Regions from separate parts of the Mus musculus genome. Here regions 2 and 3 are each linked to region 1. A link is a contact called in public HiChIP or PLAC-seq data. All regions are on one chromosome and are shown on one strand. The core of a region is the stretch at or near the end of the contact, and the rest is flanking DNA. Distances in the headings are between cores, read along the strand shown.

Evidence for each region. HiChIP or PLAC-seq counts read pairs in DNA pulled down with a chosen protein or histone mark.
Region 2: an HNF4G HiChIP or PLAC-seq map of pancreatic cancer cells shows a contact between it and region 1. The contact joins the enhancer-like site here to the promoter of Nipsnap2 in region 1. A contact is called at or near these places in 4 of 39 promoter capture datasets (HPC-7-derived erythroid cells, liver and pre-B cells), 8 of 484 Hi-C or Micro-C datasets (the Ba/F3 cell line, bone marrow-derived macrophages, embryonic stem cells and 4 more), 2 of 115 datasets of contacts at active chromatin or transcription factors (bone marrow-derived macrophages and pancreatic cancer cells) and 1 of 9 other capture datasets (liver).
Region 3: a contact with region 1 is called in an H3K4me3 HiChIP or PLAC-seq map of embryonic forebrain, with 4 times the contacts expected there. The contact joins the enhancer-like site here to the promoter of Nipsnap2 in region 1. A contact is called at or near these places in 6 of 39 promoter capture datasets (the HPC-7 cell line, HPC-7-derived erythroid cells, cranial neural crest and 2 more), 2 of 115 datasets of contacts at active chromatin or transcription factors (embryonic forebrain and embryonic stem cells) and 1 of 9 other capture datasets (embryonic stem cells).

The regions. Positions count from the first base shown.
Region 1 is chr5:129,723,258-129,727,040 of GRCm38.p6, forward strand. Nipsnap2 (nipsnap homolog 2) reads left to right here and starts at 1,818. Exons shown (of 10, transcript NM_008095.4): 1 at 1,818-1,964. The coding sequence starts at 1,888.
Region 2 is chr5:130,271,961-130,275,910 of GRCm38.p6, forward strand. Tyw1 (tRNA-yW synthesizing protein 1 homolog (S. cerevisiae)) reads left to right here. Exons shown (of 16, transcript NM_001015876.2): 7 at 2,661-2,783. Among named protein-coding and RNA genes, the nearest start is that of Tyw1, 17 kb to the left of the region's middle. Within about 2 kb of position 1,306, at least 14 of the 459 cell types and tissues checked have an H3K27ac peak or open chromatin away from gene starts, as enhancers often do. A contact at or near this core is called in pancreatic cancer cells, where this site is marked.
Region 3 is chr5:129,123,009-129,127,038 of GRCm38.p6, forward strand. All of the region lies in intron 5 of Adgrd1 (adhesion G protein-coupled receptor D1), which reads left to right. Among named protein-coding and RNA genes, the nearest start is that of Gm46923, 8.4 kb to the left of the region's middle. Within about 2 kb of position 1,308, at least 23 of the 459 cell types and tissues checked have an H3K27ac peak or open chromatin away from gene starts, as enhancers often do.

The DNA of each region.
Region 1 (3,783 bases), core at 568-3,067:
AGCACTGGACTAAAGAACTAATGAAACTTTAGAGCCAAATGGCAATGGGTTTGGGGGTGGGGAATACAGGAAAAATATGGCCTAATGCTAAGGAGCACAAAAGCAGAGTCATCAAAGAAATGCATAAACGCCAAGTTTGCATTCCAAGAGAGAGTTGAAACTCCTAACCTATAAAGTTGAGTCAAGTGCAATACTGCATACCTATGATCCCTGCACCGCAGAGACAGAGGCAGGAGCATTGAGAGTTTGAGGCCATCCTGGTCTGAATAATGAGGTCCAATAACTAAACAGCTTATGACGGCTCTGCAAGTAATCTCAACCCAGGAGTTTACCCTGAGATTACAAAAGGATTCCTGTCAGAACAGGCAGGACCCAAGGATGGAGTCGCATGAGGGGAACTCTGAATGCTTGTGAGAAACTCCAAATGAGTCTTGTAACCTCAGTTTCTTCAAAACACAAAACTTGTTCATAGACTGTGCTTCACACCCCTCCCAGGTGTAGCGAATCGCAGTGAGTTCACTCCAGATCACTCATTACTGCTTGCTGCTTTTATTATTTTTTTGCCACGTGTGGCTTGTCCTTATGATTACACACCTAACTCCTGTGGTTCTTCTATACCCTCAGAGTATAAATCGTCTGATGCTCTGAATAAACGCTATTGCTTGAGACTTTAGTCCGCCTCGTTTTTAGGCTCCATTCTCCCAGGTTCAACCCCGACTCAAGAGCGGTAAACAGATTACCATCAGTTTGAGGCCGGACTGGGCGCCACATAAAGACCCTGTCTCAGCTAAGTTGAGAAATGAAGGATCTGTATAAAAAAGGCAGGGCTCACCGACGCTTGAAGAGGCCCTGCCCGCAGCAAGTCACATATCTGCCTCCCACAGTTGGGTCTACAGTTTTATGGACCGCTCTCAGCCTCATTCACATTCAAAGGAGTGCCTCTCCCAGTCTGAACCGCTCCTCCACCACCCACAAGACCAGACCCTGTCATTTGTCCAAATTCTTGTTAGAAAAACTGTACCCATGGGGCTGGAAAGATGGCTCAGCGATTAAGAGCACTGGCTGCTCTTCCCGGAGGACCTGGGGTTCAATTCCTAGCACCCACATGGCAGCTCACAACCTCCTGCAACTCCAATTGCCAGGGGCTCCACCCACACTCTCACACAGACATACATGCAGGCAAAACACTGATGATGCACATAGACTAGGAAGAGAAAAATTTAAAAGATAAAGAAAACCACAACTCCTGAGCTTCAAGATTACAGCTCCCATCCGTCTTCTAACTCAGAACCAGGAAGGCAGCCACCAATTGGAGAGTATCCTTCTCTTGGCCTCTGCATGTAACTGAGGCCCAGGCTGCTCCCTATTTCTCTGATTCCTCGGGATCTAGTTCTGCTTTTGCCTACTCTTATCTTGCTGAAGTTTATGCTTATATCCATAGCTCTTTTATTATCCTTACAGAATACACTTCCCCCTATACCAGTGGTTCTCGACTTTCCTGATGCTGCTAAAACTTTAACACGTTTCCTCATGTTTGTGGTGGCCCTCAACCATAAAATCAGACTCTGGATTCCCCACATGCACAGATCTACTCCTTTCCCGTGGATCTCCCCGTGTACATTCCAGGTTCCTTTCTCACTCGGACTTCAGAGACCCTGAACTCCCCTCGCGGGATCTACGGATATCTTCAGCAACTTCTTGGCACGCCCCCTGGCGGCAGCACTGAGGCGCCACGCTGCTCCCCCTAGCGGCCGCTCCCCTGCACTACAGCGGCCTAGCGCCCTGCCCCGCCCCGCCCCAGCCTGGTCGGCCCGGCCGGGGGAGGGGTCGCGGTAGCGGCGGCGTCAGCGACACCGAGGCGGTAGGAGCTTCAGGCTCCGGAGCAAGATGGCGGCGCGGGTGTTGCTCGCGCGAGGAGGCCTGCTGCGGCCAGCCGCCCAGAGCGGCTTCCTGCCGGGGCTCCGGTGAGCAGCGCCGCCCTTTCCGGGGCCCGGCCGGGGAGGGGCCGCCGTGGGGCGAAGGGCGCGGGGTCCCCGGGGCGGGCAGGGGACGCCGGGGGGCCGGCCTCCCGAGTCCCAGGCGACCGAGGGCTGGCGAGGCTGCGGCGCCTTCCCGGGCCCCCGTGGGGCTCAAGGTCACCGTCCTGCCGGCGCCGCCCTTGCCGGGGACGCCCGGGCTCGCGGGCCACGTCCGCCCTCAGCCTCTGCGCGCTGCGCCCCTCGCAGTAGCAATGCCTCGCCCCAGGTCGTGCAGAGAAGCAAAAGGATGGCTGGTCTCCCTGGGGAAGCTGTACCCCGGGGTCCCCAGTCGGGACAGCCCTTAAATTTGAAAGCGGAGTGGCAAAAAAAAAAAAAAAAAAAAGTAACCCACGGTGGCCAGCTGTAGTAGATGGCGGAGTTCGCTGTCGAAACTTTTTCTTTTTTCCTGACCTCCGCGGAGACTGTGCTCGGTGTGTCAACCTGTCACCTTGACATCCCCACGTTTAAATAACGAAAGGCCATCCGAATTTACCGACAGATTTGTTTTCCCTTCTTTTCTTCCTTTATATGCTTATTTGCTGTTTAAGCGGTTTGTAGGATTTATTTTTTTATTTTATGTGTATAAGTGTTTGCTTTCATGTGTGGCTAACACATAGGTGCCTGGGGCAGCCAGGAGAAGGTTTTGGATCCCCAACGACCCGGAGTTACAGAGGGTTGTGAGCCGCCATGTCGGGGCTGGGAATTGAATCTGAGTTCTCTTCTAGAGCGGCAAGTGTTCTTAACCCCTGAGCCATCTCTCCAGGCCCTATGTATGTATGTATGTATGTATGTATGTATGTATGTATGTATGTATGTATGTATTTTGAGACAAGATCTTACTACATATATTCCTGGCTGGCCTTGAACCTTCAGCAAACCTTTTGCTTCAGACTCCAAAGTTCTGCAGTTGCAGGTGTGCAGTTGCAGGCCAGCCTTGGCTAATTGAAATATTCCTTTTTTTTTTTTTTAAGATTTTTTTTAACCTCTGAGCTCTCTGCCACGTGTGTGTAATTGATTTTCTTCCACCATGTGGGTCTGGGAAATTGAATGTAGTTCATCAAACTTAGCAGCCAGTTTCTTTACCCCTTAAGCCATCTCACCAGCTCCAGAACTTGCCTTCAGATTTCTTTTGTTTGTGCGTATGTGTGGTTTTTACCTGCATCTATGTATGTGCACCGTGTGCATGCCTTGGGCCTTCAGGGACCAGAAGAAAGTCTCTGACCCTCTGAAGTACAGTTACAGAAATGGTTGTAAGCCACCACTTGGGTGCTGGGATCGGAACTCTGCCCCTCTAGGAAAGGAACAGGTGGTCTTAGGCATGGAGCCATCTCTCCAGCATTATGAGAGCACCATATAATATGGCTTGTCTGATTTACTGGCAATCTTTAGTACTGGGGTGTGTATCTCACACAGACACACAGAGGACAAGAGACACATCTCGAGGGAAAAGTGTGTGAATGCTTTTGTTTCAGGACAGATGCAACTTGTAGGTGCAAATTATTTAAACCACCTGTAATATGATTCCAAGTGGAATGAACCGACATCTTACTCTCACATCTGTTGTTACTGAGCAAGCAGTCCGAGCCCCTAAAGTTTGTATTTTGTTCCTTGGGAAACAGGCAACTGAACCCCAAGGTGCTCACTCAAGACCCAATGCTCAAAGTCATGAAACTGGTAGAGTTTTGGACCTACCAGGTACCCGTACTTGGAGCCAAATGCTCCCTACCCCTTGATTCCTTGAGGATACTCTCACCCTCCTCTCTCC
Region 2 (3,950 bases), core at 56-2,555, 550 kb after region 1:
AACTAGGGAGTCAAACTCTGGTCCTCATGTTTGCCCAGCAAGCACTTTAACCACGGAACAGTCTCCCCAGCCCCTTTCAGTCACTTAGAAGCCTCTGCCGTTTTCCTTCCGGGATGTGATCTCCTCACATCTCTTCCGCACCCCTGCACTTTGTTTCCCAGTTTGCTGGCGATTTCTCAGTGGCTTACTGTTGCTTGTGTTCTGCCTCCCACCAGCATAGGTGACTTTTCCCATCCACTCTTCCAGCTTTACGTTCCCTTAATGTTTGCGCAGTTGTTCCACGACAGAGGCAGCCTACTGTGGCTACTTCTCCCTAAATCTTTTAGGCACAGCGGGCGAACTCTGTAATGTCGGTACCCTGGGGTTGCTGTAATTGGACCGGTCCATTTCTGGGGAGGATGGGGGTGCTTCACATTAATTTTCTAACCCCAGTGGCTTCTATGAGTTACATTTAACTTCTTTTGGTTTTTTTAAAGCATTTATTCATTTATTTATTTTTTTAAAATGTATGTGTATGAGTCTTTTGCCTGCTAGTGTATTTGTGTAGCACATGCCTGCAGTGCCTGTGGAGGCCAGAAGAGGGTGTGGGTTCCCTACAGCTGGAGTTGCAGACCATTGTAAGCTACCAAGTGGATGCTAGGGACTGGACCCAGGCGCTCTCCTGGAGCAGCTGACCCATCTCTCATCCTCTGCATTCATCTTCTATTGAAGACAGGTTTTAAATTTTCTGAAGGTCACAGAGCCAAGTTAATGGCAGTTCTGATTAGATTTTATGTGAAGATGAAATGAGTTCCTTTGAGAGGCAGTAAGTTCGTCTCTGTCAGAGATGAGGTTCTGAGCCTGAGTTACAGAGGAGCCCGAGATCGTCAGCTAAGTGTCTCACCAGCTAAATGTCACCTGCTGCCAATTTTAAAATTTGATTGATTAATTTTGAGACAGGGTCTCATGTAGCTCAGGTGACATTGATTGGCACCTGCTTGATTGAGGGTGACCTTGAACTTGTGGTGTTCCGGCCTCCACCTTCAGAGTGCTGGGAATATAGGTATGCATCCCCAGGCTGTGTGCATCCAGTGCTGAGGCGGAACCCAGGGCTCTAAGTGCTATGGAAGCACTCTGTCAGTCTGTCTGCCTCTCCTTTGAGGGTTTGGGGTCACAGCTGTGCTCATCCCTCCCTATTGCACAGTAACATCTGGAGTAAGCCTGACAGAGCGGTAGAGCTGAGGCTGGGATTGTTTCTATGTGCTGACGGTTGGCCCTTTACACAGCGCTGAATTGAAGTCACTTCATTATACTTGTTTGCAGAAATGAGTCACAGGCACATGGCACTTAACCTCAGAATCTGTTCTGAGCAGTGACGTGTTCAGGCTGCTCCAGTGCTAGGTGGGCATCAGCGGGTATGCTGAAAGAAACGGAGAGGGCTGTGATGTCACAGGCAATATGGGACCATGGGGCCACTGCCACACATATGGCCCATTGTTGGGTGACAGTTTTTGTGACACATTACTATTTTGTTATCTAGAAGCAAACAAGTCTCTGCCCAAAATTTAAAAAAAAAAAATTTCTTACGTGTGTGTGTTTGTACATGTGCACACATGCTGCAGAGCATGTGTAGAGGTCAGGTGACACCTTGTAGAAGTTAGTTCCCTCCGTCACCAAGTGGATCCAGGAGATAGAGCCCAGGCTGCAGGCACTGTTACTCAAAGCAGCATCTTGGTGGCCCCAGGCCTGCTGGGAAGTGCTGTCCCATCCAGCTACCCTGTAGCCCACACTTCCCCGTGTGCCTGCCTGCGGTTTTCTTCCCCCAGCATTGTCCAGCCTGTAGGCACAGGGCAAGTTTGCTGAGGGATTAGTTTTTGTCACTTTGTGAGGTTTGTTTGCTTATGTGGCCTGTAAGTAGGTTTGTGCACGGTGTGGGTGCAGCTCCCACCCATCGGGCCCAGGAGAGGGCACCGGATCCCCTAGAACCAACAATAGACACAGTTGGCAGCTGCCATGTGGGTGGGGACTGAACTCAGGTCTTCTGGAAAAGCAGTCAGGGCCCTTAACCACTGAGCCATCTCTCCAAACGGACGGACTCTGTGATGCCTTTTCACAGGGATCACTTTGATGCCAGAGAGGTAAGATGATTTTTTTTTTCCTGAGACAGGGTTTCTCTGTGTAGTCCTGGCTGTCTTGGAACTCACTCTCTAGACCAGGCTGACCTTGAACTCAGAAATCTGCCTGCCTCTGCCTCCCAAGTGCTGGGATTAAAGGCGTGCGCCACCATTGCCCCACATGATTTATATTTTTAAAAATTATTACTAATCAGTCAGGGCTAGTAAGATGCCTCAGAACGTAAAGGAACTTGCCACCAAACTCCATGACCTGGGTTCCAGGCTTGTCGTGTGTGTGTGTGTGTGTGTGTGTGTGTGTGTGCGTGCACACACACACACACACACACACACATGCATGTAACACAAAATAATGATTAAAAAGCAGCAAAGAATACTCAAACAAAAACACTGTAAAGGTGCTTTGAAGTGAGGCAGTGGTGGAGTGCCTGCCCAGGATTGTGAAAGGCCAGGGAATCCATCACCAGCAGCACAAACTGACCCAAACACAATAAAACAGGGACGTGAGAGCTGAGCTTTGTGTGGGATTCTGACGTTCTGGCCTTGCAGGAGGAAGAGCCCTGTGAGAGCAGCAGCGAGGACGAGCTCGGGACCCAGGATTATCAGAGCCTGACTTCTGTGGTGGATGTTGAGGACCTGGGCAACATCATGAACCCCGTGAAGAGGGAAAAGGTACCGTTTCTGTGGGGGATGCTGCGGTTGGGCTCTGTGATCCATTCAGCTCCTAGGCTCTGGTACAGCACAGGTCTGGCTTGAAGGAAAGGCAGCTTAATTTCTCTAGCTTCCACCTGGAAGGGTTCTGTTTGGTGGTTTTGTCTTTTTTGTTTTGTTGTACTTACATGAACTTTGAACATTAAAAGTTACACTTATTTCACGTGTGTCTGCACTTTGTGTGTTGTATGTTTGTGTGTTGTATGTTGTGTGTTGTATGTTTGTGTGTAGGGGTACAGGGCACAGCCAGGGGACAGCATCTGTGAATGGCTTCTCTCTCTCCTTCCACCTTGCAGTCCCACAGGTGGACTCAAGTTATCAGGCTTGTGGCAAGCATGTTTATCTGCTGAGCCATCTCTCTGGCCTTTGCTACATTCTTCTCATTCAGTTCTGTGTAAACAGGCTCCTCGGAGGACAGGTAAATCTTAATGTGGAGGCTGAGGAGAGCACACTGGTTCAGAAAGGGCATTCAGAGCTGTGGAGCATTCTTTATCATTAAGATTGCAAATGGACACCCAGCGGTGGTGGTAACCACGACTTTAATCCCAGCACTGGGGAGGCAGAGGCAGGTGGAGCTTTGTGAGTTCAAGGACAGCCTGGTCTACAGAGCTAGCTCCAGGACAGCCAAGGCTACACAGAGAAACCCTGTCTCAAATAAACAAACAAACAAAAAACCAAACCAAAAACGTGAATTCTTTTATGGTCTTTTCCCCAAATCAGTCAAACTGTAGTGCAGTGAAAGTTCATTTTGGCTTTTGACTGAAAATGTAAATTTCTTTATTTGAAAAACAGTCTTTAAGTGGGAAATGAAGTAGCAGATTTAGGTAGAATTCTGGAATTTACACCTGATTAAGCCTTCGTTAAAATTTTGCATAGGGAGGATAGGACACATTTCTTTGCTTTTCATCTGGTGGCCAGAAGAGGTCGCTAGAGAACACAGTAACAGAAACCATCTTTGCTATTAGTTTTGGAAGTGAAATGATGTTGGACCCGGAAGCTGCCAGTTTTTAGTATTTTAAAATTTTCCACAAAGCTATCCAATGGAAGGGGCTGTGTGTATTTATCGTCTTCAGTTAGACCTGAAAATAAGTCACCAGTGTTTTTTTCTCTCCATTTTATGTATATGTT
Region 3 (4,030 bases), core at 58-2,557, 600 kb before region 1:
CTTGGTTAAGAATTCACCTTTAGATCCAATGGGAAGTGACTGAGTTTCAGAGTAAGTGGAGAAGCTCTGTGGTATGCTATTAGCTGAGCTGGACACTGGACATCTGAACCAAGGGGGCACTGGGGAAAGTGCAAGGTATCAGAGGAAGAAGGTGACCAGGTCCACAGAGGGGTTTCATGTGGCATGCAGAGAGGACCTGGACAGAAACTAGCCAGGGCATAGGCCAGGATCCTTCATACTAAGACTCTAGGACAGGGGTTCTCAACTTATGGGTCGAGACACACACATCCCCACTGGGGTCACATACCAGATATCTACATTACAATCCATAACTGTTGTGTTAGAAACGTGGCTTGCAGGCGGGTGAGATGGCTTAGCGGTTAAGAGCACTGACTTCTCTTCCAGAGATTCTGAGTTCAAATTCCAGCAAACATATGGTGGCTCACAACCACCTATAATGAGGTCAGATGCCCTCCTCTGGTGTGTCTGAAGACAGCTACAGTGTACTTACATATAATAAATAAATAAATCTTTGAAAAAAAAAAAAAGAAACGCAGCTTGCTTCTGGAAAGACCATGCCAGGCCAGTACAGTTCCAAGTGAGAGAGGTTTATTGTGGGGGGAAGGGGCAAAAGGAGGGCGACAGAGATGAAGGGGGAAAAGAGTGAAGGCCAAGATGCCTTTTATTTAGACTGTGATGTAGTCACTTGCAGGTAGAGGTGGGAGATGAACCAGGTGGACTCTGGGACTCTGTTGCCATGACAACAGATGAGCAGGTCCCTGACGCAAATGGGTGACATCACGGTCATCGCTGCATTCAGAGATGACTCGAGACCGTAAAGGCAGATCCTGACTGTAAAGCCAGTTCTTGATGCCAACAATAACAGTAGCAAAATTACAGTTATGAAGTAACAATGAAAATGATTTTATGGAGGGGGTATTAAAGGGTTGCAGCATTGATTAAGGTTGAGAACAATGTCTTTGAAGTAGCTCGGGTCCTTTTATGGCCCATTTGAAGGAGGTGGCACAGCCTGTTAAGACGTCAGGCCAGGTGCTAACTCTGTACTTTGGAGCTTTATAGACCCTGTATCGGTATCATATTCAACCACTTTTGTTCCATTTCTTCATTTGTAACACAAGAAGGGTAACAGTTACTATTTTGCTGGGAGACAGACGCCTGATGGATCAAAGGAGTCTTCAACAATGAGCTGCAGAATCCTGGGAGACTTGGGTTTGCTCTGTGGGTGCTTCAGCTGAGCTCATAGCTCCTCCTCTGCAAGGTGGGGAAATGCAGCTAGGGAAGATATCAAATTTCTGGATTCTCTCCCACTCCCAAGGCTGGAAACACTTTTGCCTTCGTACTTATGGAGGCTCCATCTGAATTTCAGCGATGGCTCTCAGTGAGGACCGCTTGAGGTCAAGGTTTCCTAGGTAACAGCTCATCCCCCTACCCCCACCCCCATGGGCCTTGGGCCCGTGGCAAGCACCAGGCATCTAGCAGGTTCTTTGAAACGAACACGTGCTGTTTTCCAAGCCAGGGATGCAGAGAGAGACTTGTAAACATCCTCTCCTCATCTGCTCCTCATTTGTTCACTGAAGGGCTTTGTTATTCTCACTTTCAAAGTCAAGCACAATAACGCTTTGGCCCTGCTTAGGATCCAAGTGTTCTTCAGAGCATCAAAATTACTAAAATTACACAATCCCCAGCAGGAAGCTCTGACGTAATCACTGGCAGTCCACAGTGACCCATGGGCAGGGGCACTGTGTGTCCTTCAGAGGGGGGCTGCCCCGTGTCATCTTTGCCAACCCCAGGAGGATGTCTTACACCAAGGCTTATAAAATAGAGGAGGTCCTTTGGAGGCCAGTCTTCCTATTGATGAGAAGGGGGACTCAGAGTCTTCCTAAGGAAGTTTCTGATGGAGCCAGGAGGCTGGCTATTAGTCATTGTGCCACCCCATGTTGGTTAACGTCATATATGCTATGTCAAGCCAGGCCTTTGGATAGTTTGGTGGCTCCTGCCCTGTGAGTTTTTAGATTTTCAATGACCTTCTGAGTGAGTTGCGATTTTATGTCAAAAGTCAGATCTTCCAAGTTCCCATTGGAAACAAAAGAGAATGGCAGCCCCAGCGTCATCTTTTAGTGGCAGGAGGGGGAAGGGGAGCTGCCGCCTAGGCGGAGCACCCACCTTCCTATGCAGCCTAGTCAGCACGGTGGCCTGCCCTCAGTAAAACTAGGTTCCCACGCTGCCTCTTCATTGGCTCTGCAGACCAGGTGCATGGACGCTAGTCTGGCATGACTGTGCTGTTGCCCTGGGCAGCCTCCTTGTTTTAAAGCATTAAAAACCCATAGTGGGGGCTGGCGAGATGGCTCAGTGGTTAAGAGCACCGACTGCTCTTCCAAAGGTCCCGAGTTCAAATCCCAGCAACCACATGGTGGCTCACAACCATCCATAATGAAATCTGACGTCCTCTTCTGGAGTGTCTGAAGACAGCTACAGTGTACTTACATGTAATAAATAAATAAATGTTAAAAAAAAAAAACCCATAGTGAAGTTGAGTCCAAGGAACAGAGGGCTGCCAGGGGCCTCCCACCTCTGCGCATGACCAACCTCCCCGCAGCAGCATCCCAGCCCTGCACTGTGATTGAGTATTGAACCACACTGATGCATGACCAACCTCACCCCTGCAGCACCCACCCCTGCACTATGTAATGGGCCACACTGATGCATGGCCAACCTCACCCCTGCAGCACCCACCCCTGGACTATGTAATGGGCCACACTGATGCATGGCCAACCTCACCCCTGCAGCACCCACCCCTGCACTATGTAATGGGCCACACTGATGCATGGCCAACCTCACCCCTGTAGCAGCCATCCCTGCACTATGCTTCAGAGATGTGCCACCCTAATGTGTGCTTGTTTGGGGAGTGGATATCAGGGTCCATTTCTGATGTTATACATTTTGTCTATTGGGGGGGAGGAGTCTGTTTTGAGCTTTGACCTTTTACCTATCTTTAAGTGGGGTATTCATTCGATTACTGTGAGTTCTGAGAGCACTTTGCCCATTTTGTGTAACAGTATCCACTGAAGATATTTCCCCCCAGCCCATGGCTGGCCTTTTCAATCTATGCGCAAGTTCTTTCACAGAGCGGACATTGACAGTTTTAACATGAGACCAGCTTCTCATACTCTATACTGGATCATGCTTCTTCTGATACATGCACACACACACACACACACACACACACACACACACACACACGCAGCATCAAGGGGCTGGAGAGATGGCCCAGTTGTTAAGAGCACTTGCTGCTTTTCCAGAGGATCTGAGTTCAATTCCCAGCACCTACCTGGCAGTTCACGACTGTCTGCAAGTTCAGTTCTAGGGACTCTGATGGTCTCTCTGCCTTCCATGGGCACTGCATGCATATGGTACACAGACATACAGAGGCAAGACAGTTTTATTTCAACCTGACACAAGCTAGAGTCGTCAGAGAGGAGGGAGAATGAGAAAATGGCTCTATGAAATGAAGCTATTAGGCAAGCCTGTAGTGATTGATTAGGAGGGCCCAGCCCATTATAGATGGTGATCCTAGCTTCTATAAGAAAGCAAGCTGAGCAAGGCATGGGGAGCAAGCCAGCAAGCAGCACCCTCCATGGCCTCTGCATCAGCTCCTGCCTCCAGGTAAGACAATACCCATACACACAGAGTAAAACAAACAAACAAACAGTTTTTTAAAAGTCTAACTCAACCTCAGGGTTATTCTAGACTTCTCCTTTTATATCTCTTTGCAGCTCTGCATTTGGTATTTATATCTACCATCTACTTTGAATTAGTGTTGGGGATAAGCATGGAGTCCTGATTCATTTATTGATAGTTTTACATCTGGGCCTCTGGGTTTCCCAGCCTTCTGGGTTACAGAGACTGAATTTGTTCTGCTGAGCTGGCTCTGCTCCTGTCAGATATCAGCAGATGGTGTCTGTATTGTTCTACCTTCGGGCTGTCTGCTCTGTCCCTCTGATCTATCTGT